Regions from separate parts of the Mus musculus genome. Here region 1 is linked to region 2. Evidence: chromatin contacts called from public HiChIP or PLAC-seq data. All regions are on one chromosome and are shown on one strand. Each heading gives the region's core, a stretch centred on a gene start, on an enhancer-like site or on the middle of the called end of the contact. The rest is flanking DNA. Distances are from core to core; before and after follow the strand shown.

Region 1 (4,191 bases), core at 650-3,149, 530 kb before region 2:
GTCACCAGGAGGCGGTCGCTCTGGCAACTTGGCCTGTGGATGGAGATGCTCCGTGAGACTGACAAAGAGGGCGTGGCCCACCAAGAGGAGATAGCTAACGCAGCCCCAGTGTGTCCAGGTAGACAGAGCCATCTGGTTTCAGGGGAGGCACCATGAGCTAGTTCTCTGCTGAAACAACCACCTCCTCGCTGCCCTCCCTCCTCAGACAGGAGTTCCCCAGAGACTGGAAAAACAGAGATTGGCTGAGGCCCCACCTTCAGCGAGGAGAGGAGAGCCCGCTCCCAGTAAGTGTCCGTAATTTACAGTTGTATTTAAGGAAGTCTTGCCCTTCCAACCCTGAACAAAGAGGGTCACCCCAATAAAGCCAGGTGCTGTCACTGAGCAGAGGCAGCCCCCACCCCCACCCCCAGGAAGGAAAAGCTCACATTACCCGATAAAGCTTCTCTTCCAGAGATCTCTTCCAGTGGCAGATCTCCCTAAGGTTTCTAGACCTGTCTCCTCAATTTGCCACAAACCATTTGGGCTCCTTGTGAGAGAGATCTGCCTCTCAGAGCCAAGGGCCTGAAAACCACACGTGCTTCTCCAAGGCCAACTGGCAATCCGTTCTCCACTCCCAATGTCCTTGTCCAATGTTGGAAACGGTCCCTAAGGGCGCCAGGCAACTAAGGCAGTGGGAGAAAGAAAAGGGTGGTTCACTTCTCAGTAAACCAAGGGAGGCCCCGAGTGGCTGGGGATGGGTAGCCAGGCCGGCTGGCTCCACCTGTCTGACCTGCTCAGCTCACTGCCCCCTCAGGCGGGCACAGCTGCTAGGAGCTGGGCTAGCTGCCAGCACCTACCTGGGCCCCTGCAGAGGTGTGCACTCACCTGTCCCTTGTCCCTCCCCGCCGCCGCTGTTCCTTTGCCCAGGGAAGCAGGCACTGAGTCGTCTCCCTGAGTCATCTGGATGCTGACCCAAAAGCCAGAGGGAGTAAAGGAAGAACAAAGAGGAGAGGGGAAGAGGGGAGAGGGAGGAAAATCCCCAGTCCCACACCTGAGCACGCTAGCCTGTATAGTCAGTCATGCGGGTGAGGCTGGGTGGGGCCTGGTCTGGAAGTTAGCCTGGCCACGGCCATATCTTAGGGCTGTTCTATCTCTGTGGGCAAGCTCTTTGGAGGAAGCAGTTCCACTGTCCATCCATGGGCTGGCTCCGTCTACCACAGACACTGGAATCCACAGAACCTAGAGCTGTCCAGAGACGTGGAAAGGCATGGGCAGTGGCCTTTAGGAGCCCAGAGGCTGTGCCGGGCCTCTTCCCTAAGCTCTGCTGTGAGCACACAGGGCCCATCTGTCCCTCTTGCTCCTAAACTTCAAAAAGAATCCCTGAGTTCTTGGGTGCTGCTGGTTTGTTAGGGGATGGCTTGGTTTGCTGGACTCACCGAGGTGCTGATTGGCATAGCTGGGGTGGGGGACAGGGGCTCTGGGCTGCGAGCATCATTGGCAATTTCCCTGTTACCCAGGATCAAGAGGCCTGAGCAGGCAGATTTCGCTTCTCTTCCCTTTGACCCCGTGCCTGGCACGGGGGTAGCGTCTACACACACAGCCCCGTCTGGGTAGAAGGTCACAGACACAGTGTTTACAACGAAGCCGGATGGATGTCTGACCCTTGGGTTCGGACCATGTGCTTCTGAGCTGTCCAAAGAAGGGGAGTCTTGGAGAGTCACAGCAGAAGAGACCCAGTGAGAGCCCAATGGGGAAGCTGGAGACACACAGAGAGTTTCCCAATAGATGCAGGGTGGGTTCCCAACTGTAAGACTCAAACCGGAAAAACAGACCCCAGATTTCCTAAGGTAGTAGAGAGGCAGAGGAAGGAGCAGAGAGTCGCCCTGATGGAATTCACACAGCAACAGGAGGCAGCTGCCCGCGGCTGGGAGTGGCCCGGCAGGTCTCGGGCCTCACGCAGGGTGTGCCTGTCTGCGAGGAACACTTTATGAAGCCTCAACTCAAAGCCAGCACCTTCGCTCAGCTACCCCAAGAGGAACCGACTGACACGCCAGGCCTCGTTCCAGGAGCCGGTCCTCCACACGGGGTCAGTACCCTGGGCAGGCTCCAGTAGTCCACCTAGGATTCTGACCCCTCTGTTCACATAGTCGGGCTTCTGTCTTTCCCCCACACCAGGCCTTGGATAGAAGGCCTAAAAAAAAAAATCCCACAAACACAACCAACTTCCCTGGCTCTTACATCATCCACCAGACCCTGGGGCTGGAGCCCAAACCAGCAAGACGCTGGCTGGCTGCAGAAAACCTCAGGGCAAGGTGCAGTGCTGCAGGCTCGTAATGGGCTAAGAAAGCACTTACCAGGCTAGGCTAAAGTGTGTGTGTGTGTGTGTGTGTGTGTGTGTGTGTGTGTGTAGTGAGGGGTGTCTACTAGCTTCAATTTAGAAAAAGAAGAATTATGTATTTACATACCAACTCCCATGATAAAGTCATCTGGGATCCCCCCAAGTAGGAAGGCCACTTGTGGTTACAGCTGGTGAGTCAATGAAAACACCCCACCAAGCCAATGAGCTCAGCTTCTCAGGAAGGAACAAAGGAAGCGGTACCAAGCCAGTGGCCGCTTCAGGCACTGAGCTGTGGTCCCAGAAAGCCCTCCGCTGAAGCCTCTGACCAGAACTGCTGCGGAAGACGGTTTGCCTCCCAAGGGGCTCTGGCAATGTCTGAAAACATATGTGTTTGCTGCCCTGGGCGGGGGCTGGAAATGCTGGGCATTCTAGCTCACGGGACAGTCCCCCCAAACAAGGACTTTGATCTAAATGTTAATAGCCCTGTGGTGGAGAAGCTGCCCCCACCCTCTGAAAGCCCCTTTCCTTCTGTGGAATTCACCGACAGTGACTCAGGTGACCCTCAGTTCTGAGGGTCCTTGCTTGTAAGAGCTCCTCCCTGTAGCAAGGGCAAGCCTGTGGGCTCCTTGTCTCTGCAAGGAAACAGACCCCAGCCTGGGGTGATCTGCCAGGCCAACTTTCCTCTTGCCACCTAGTTCCAAGCATCCCATGGGTCTCACTAGTGACATCAGCTGGTTCCCACCACCACCACACTAGTGACCCCACAGCTGGTTCTCACCAACATCCACCATCACACTAGTGACCCCACAGCTGGTTCCCACCAACATCCACCATCACACTAGTGACCCCACAGCTGGTTCCCACCAACATCCACCATCACACTAGTGACCCCACAGCTGGTTCCCACCAACATCCACCATCACACTAGTGACCCCACAGCTGGTTCTCACCAACATCCACCATCACAGCTGGTTCCCACCACCACACTAGTGACCCCACAGCTGCCAGGTACTTCCCAGGTGACAAGAAGAACTTAAATTCTTTGTCTTGATGAAAAGGCCTGCTCAGTTCACCTCATTCCCTCAAGCTTTCTGCACTTCTGAGCTGCACAGTGGCTACCCTGTCAAGGGCAGGAGGCTATGTCTGCTTTCCCAGAGACAGTGTGTGGGAAAACAGAGAGTTGTGCGCACTCACCAGGACCTGCAGGGGCAATCTATGGCAAGGATAGCAGGAGACACCAGTGCTGAGGGTTATACCAGCCTAGAGAATCTCAAAGCACAGAACTGGGTAAAGACAACAGCAGTCTGTCTTGGGACCTGGAGTAGACGGACAGCCCAAAACCTTCATTTATAAATGAATTATTTGGCTTTTGTTTTGCTGTCTCATGTAGCCTAGGCTGGCCTTGAACTCTAATTTACTGAATAGCTGAGAATGACCTTGAACTTATTCTCCTGGCCCCACCCTCCGGGATTACAAGTGTGCACCATCATGCCCAGTTTTTCCAAGTGCTGGGAATCAAACTTGGGGTCTGTACATGCCAGGCAAACACTCTGCCAACTAAACTACACCCCCCCAGCCTCTGCTGACATTTTTTAACTAGTTATGTTATTTATTCTATAATTATATTATAATTATGTTATAATTCTATAACAAGGCATCAGAGGGTGGCAAAGACAACCGATGAGGAGAGGCTGGAGAGATGGCTCAGTGGTTAAGGGCACTGGAAGCTCTCCCAGAGAACCTGGGTTTGACTTCCAGCATTCAGCTGGTGACTCACAACTGTCTGTAACTCTAGATGCGGTGGATCTGATGCCTTCTCTGGACTCCGTGGACTCTGCATGCTGATGGGCGCACAGACATACGTGTAGGCAAAA
Region 2 (4,399 bases), core at 1,672-4,171:
TAAACACAGTCTTGCTAGGTAGCCCACCCTGGTCTCAAACTCACGGTCCCTTTGCCCCCCAAGTGCTGGGATGATAGATGCCAACCACAATGCAGGATCAATTTTTTAAATTCATTCTTTTTATTTATTTGTGGGTCAGGAGCTTGCTATGTCACTTAGGCTGCTCTCAAACCTAAATTTACCCGATTCTCCTGCCTCAGCCTTCTGAATAGCTAGGACTACAGACATAGGACATCACAATGGCTCTTCCTCTGTGTGTGTGTATGTACATGTGTGTATATATTTATAGTTCTATAATCGGATACCTGTTTAATGCTGGTTGGCCCAACTGACTGAACTGTCTGTCCCCTTGGGTGACACAAGCAAGCAGCAAGCAAGCCTCGGTGTGGTGTGTCAGCAGGGGACAGAGCACACAGCTAGGGAGCGTTGAGCTATGCAAGCATCTGTGTCTTAGGCTCCTTAGCTCTGACCAAGAACCAGTAAGGTTTCATTTGTGCGCAGGAGCAGACCGCAACGAAGGGGAGAAAGACATAGGTCCTTTTTATCCCTCCCCAGAGAACAGCTGGCACACTGAAACCTGGCCAAGTCATGGTCTAAGACCTTAAGTCAGGAACCAACTCGCCTACAGGATCCGGCTTCGGATCTTCCTCTAATCTAATCTGTCCCAGGACCATCGGCCTCTGTCAAATCCCAGAGGGGTGGGTAATGCAGAGTCTGGGGACTTGGTCTATTTATAAGTGAGTTCCTCCGCTCTTGAGAGAGTGCAAGCACCTCTCGAATTCCTACCCAAAAGGTCTTCTACCGAGGCTGGGTCCTGGCAGGAAGTGTCCTAAGCAAGGACATTAGGAGGAAGCCTCTGCCCCAGGAGTGGACAGCATAGGGCCCTTTCTTCTGTGACCTACTAACCCCACAGCTGCTCTAGGCCCCCGCTGCCTGAAGGAAACTGCTGTTTTACTTTCTCATATGTCAGTTTCAGGCCCACTCATCTCAAGGAAGAAGCCTATCCAGGAAGTTCTCAGAGCTCGGATCTCCTCCACAGAGCTCGAGTCTCCCCCACAGGAGGAGGCCAGGGTGGAAATGTGAACCACTGGAGCGCCATTGACTCCACTCCGCAGCTGCATCAACTCCTTGTGACCACAGTTAGCCATTCTAGTTAAACAGGGGAAGGAGAAAGCTGAGGCAGTGGCATGCACTTGTTGGGGCAAGGCCAGTCCAGTTTCCTCACGAACTGCATATGGCCCCTGCACTGAGCCACAGACCTGCTCAGTGCCCTTCACTATCATGGGCCAAAGCCGTCTCAAAAGCAGGCCTGGCAGGGTCTCCCAGACCGATCCCTGCACAGTCTACTGCCTCAGAATCATTTCCTGGCTCAGTGGTGAAGTGTACTGGCTGATCTTCCAAAAGATCTGGGTTCAATTCCCAGAACTCACATGGCAGCTCACCTCCATCTCTAACTCCAATTTAGGGATCTGATGCCCTCTTCTGGCCTCTGTGGGCACCAGACATGCACATGGTGCATAGACATACAAAATGATAGATAGATAGATAGATAGATAGATAGATAGATAGATAGATAGACAGACAGACAGACAGACAGAATTCTCTCTCGCCACAGGTCTTCTGCTTCAGCCTCCCAAGCCACCTGCGGGAGCTAGGGAGCCTCAAGCCTTCTATCATGGAGGACTAGATATCAACAGGATGGCCTACAGTATGAGGATTCATTAATCTCACTTATGTCCCTAGGGGCAGTAGGCTCAGCCTGTGAGCAATCCCATTTCTTTGTCCAGCTTTGGGATCATAATTCTGGACTGTTATACTGAGCTTAGAACTCCAGGAGTGGCCTCCTGGGCTGAACTCCTAGAGACCACTCTGGAGAAAGCTGTAGGGTTACTGTCCCTGTCTACTCTAATCTCAGCACACTGGAACGTGGGAAGTTGTGCAAAGACATGGGTATCTGTTAAGTTACAATGTACCTAGTAACTCTGTCCCTTTCTACTCTAATCTCAGCACACTGGAACGTGGGAAGTTGTGCAAAGACACTGTATCTGTTAAGTTACAATGTACCTAGTAACTCTGTCCCTTTCTACTCTAATCTCAGCACACTGGAACGTGGGAAGTTGTGCAAAGACACGTATCTGTTAAGTTACAATGTACCTAGTAACTCTGTCCCTTTCTACTCTAATCTCAGCACACTGGAACGTGGGAAGTTGTGCAAAGACACGTATCTGTTAAGTTACAATGTACCTAGTAACTCTGTCCCTTTCTACTCTAATCTCAGCACACTGGAACGTGGGAAGTTGTGCAAAGACTCTGTTAAGTTACAATGTATCTGTTAAGTTACAATGTATCTGTTAAGTTACAATGCACCTAGTAACTGTGGAAGGCCTCTGGGTAACAGCTTCTGCTGTGCCACAACCAGCAGCTTTTCCTTTCCTCCGTCTCCAGCTACCTCGGAACAGGATAGAATCCAAGGAAGGAGGAACCCTCCCCTTCAAGAGCTGCTGCAGGTCTCACTTCCTTCCTCCCAGCTGCCTGACAGCAGAGATGACCTCAGGCTCTGCAGGTGTTTGTTCCATTAACTGGGGAAATGGCATCAAGAGGAACCCTGAAGAGGGTCACGAGGCCTCGTCCACTCTGAACGCATGGGCAGTGCTGGCTGTGCCTCTGGTGAGGGGCGATCAGACAGTGCATGCTCCAAGGAGCTAGCTCACGCCATGGGAATGGGTGTGTAAGCGGGGTTTACAGCCAGGGATTCCAAAGATAACCAAGCTCAGGAAAGTGGTCAGAAACAATGGGGACTGGTATGACTCTTCCAAGGAACTGTCGCCACTGCCAACAAGCGTAGGTATATGTACTCAGAGCGAGGCATGCACCCTGGTAATGCAACCCAGGAGCTAAATCCATACCACCCACATGTAACGACAATCCTTCACTCCCCAAACCACCAAGCCTCAGAAAGGGAGCGGAAGTTCCTGGCAAAACTGGTGTGTGAGTGTCCTGCTGGCAAATATTCCTGGTTTTAAATTAAAATGACTCACCAAAGACCGTCACTTTTCACAATAAAAGCCTTAAGCCTTTAGACGCCTATGTCTACAGAAAGCCATCAGGACCTGCCCTCCTGTGAGATGGCTCAGCAGTGAAGAGCACTGGTTGCTCCCAAAGGTTCCCAGCATCCAGAGAAGCAGCTCAAAACTATCATTTTCTCCAGTTCTAGAAGAACCGATGCCTTGCTCTGGCCTTTTTGGGGCACCAGGCACACACATGGTGCACACGCATACACGGGGGAAAATACTCATACACATAGAATAAAATAAGTAAATCTTAAAAAAAAAAAAAAAAAAAAAAAAGACAAAGGAATATGAGTGGACCCGCAGGTCCAGGGCAGTGCCTGACATTCTCCACTGCTGTACTGAGGCCTCAGAAGTCTCTGCTCTGTGGGGACCAAGGAGTAACGGTGACTGGCTACTACCCAAAGTGCAGGGAGAGTGCACAGCCCGAGGGCTCTCAGGAGGCGGTGGCAGCTCCGCATTAGCTGTTCACCCCATCAAGATCTGTCCAAAGCTCCTGCAGGCTACTCTGAAAAGGAAGCTGAATGGGGGTGCAGGGGGGTGCCTCACAGCTAGATACTTGCCTGAAAGCCCCACAATGCCCTCCTAAAAATCACCAGCACCCCATCTTCCTGCAACCCCAGTGTCTGGCCAGAGGAAGGCCATGTTCCTAAGGCTGCAAGCACTGTCACCGACACTGACAGACAGGATGAGGGGCTCCTCTTTCTCCGTCTAGAAGTCCAGAAAGCACCCAGTTAGGAAAGGGTTCCCATGGCCTTGCCACAGCTGACCTTTGCTGTCCCCATCTTTAATAGCTGCCTTTGTAAACAAAATGGCATCAATCAGGGACAGATTTATTAGACCTCATCAGCTATAAATATCCAATTACCCCCGCAGTACTCTACCTTCATGTGTTTACATCAGCAGCCCCACATACACACACCAGACACGTAACAAGTGAAAGGGCATTGAAGTGTTTGTCATCTGGTAGAAACTAGAAGCAGCCCTTATTTCACAGCCCCACAGTGGTAGCCGGGATGGGTCTCTGGGAAGCTGGACTGCTTAGAGCAAAAGACTGAGACCTAGGTATGGGCAGGGCTAAACTATCGCCATGGAAACAAGTCCACTATTAGCCTCATGATTTGGCAGGAAGAACAGGGGTGGGACCACACAGTGAGAGGTGTTTGATCCACGAGGGACCCTGATCTCCACAGGAAACCCCGCTGGCGGAGCCCAAGGTTGCAGAATAACAGGCGGTAAGCTCATTTGCTTGTTCAGTTCAGGGATAAGGACCATGGGATTCCAGCGGCAGGAAATGTATGGTTGGACACTTAGGTGACTTGCAGGTCTGA

Evidence for each region. HiChIP or PLAC-seq counts read pairs in DNA pulled down with a chosen protein or histone mark.
Region 1: a FOXA1 HiChIP or PLAC-seq map of pancreatic cancer cells shows a contact between it and region 2. The contact joins two enhancer-like sites. A contact is called at or near these places in 2 of 39 promoter capture datasets (cranial neural crest and pre-B cells) and 1 of 115 datasets of contacts at active chromatin or transcription factors (pancreatic cancer cells).

The regions. Positions count from the first base shown.
Region 1 is chr4:150,058,464-150,062,654 of GRCm38.p6, reverse strand. Gm13067 (a long non-coding RNA gene) reads right to left here. Exons shown (of 7, transcript XR_390962.2): 7 at 3,938-4,191. Among named protein-coding and RNA genes, the nearest start is that of Mir34a, 7.9 kb to the left of the region's middle. Within about 2 kb of position 1,899, at least 160 of the 459 cell types and tissues checked have an H3K27ac peak or open chromatin away from gene starts, as enhancers often do. A contact at or near this core is called in pancreatic cancer cells, where this site is marked.
Region 2 is chr4:149,526,368-149,530,766 of GRCm38.p6, reverse strand. All of the region lies in intron 1 of Ctnnbip1 (catenin beta interacting protein 1), which reads right to left. Among named protein-coding and RNA genes, the nearest start is that of Mir5616, 9.3 kb to the left of the region's middle. Within about 2 kb of position 2,921, at least 63 of the 459 cell types and tissues checked have an H3K27ac peak or open chromatin away from gene starts, as enhancers often do. A contact at or near this core is called in pancreatic cancer cells, where this site is marked.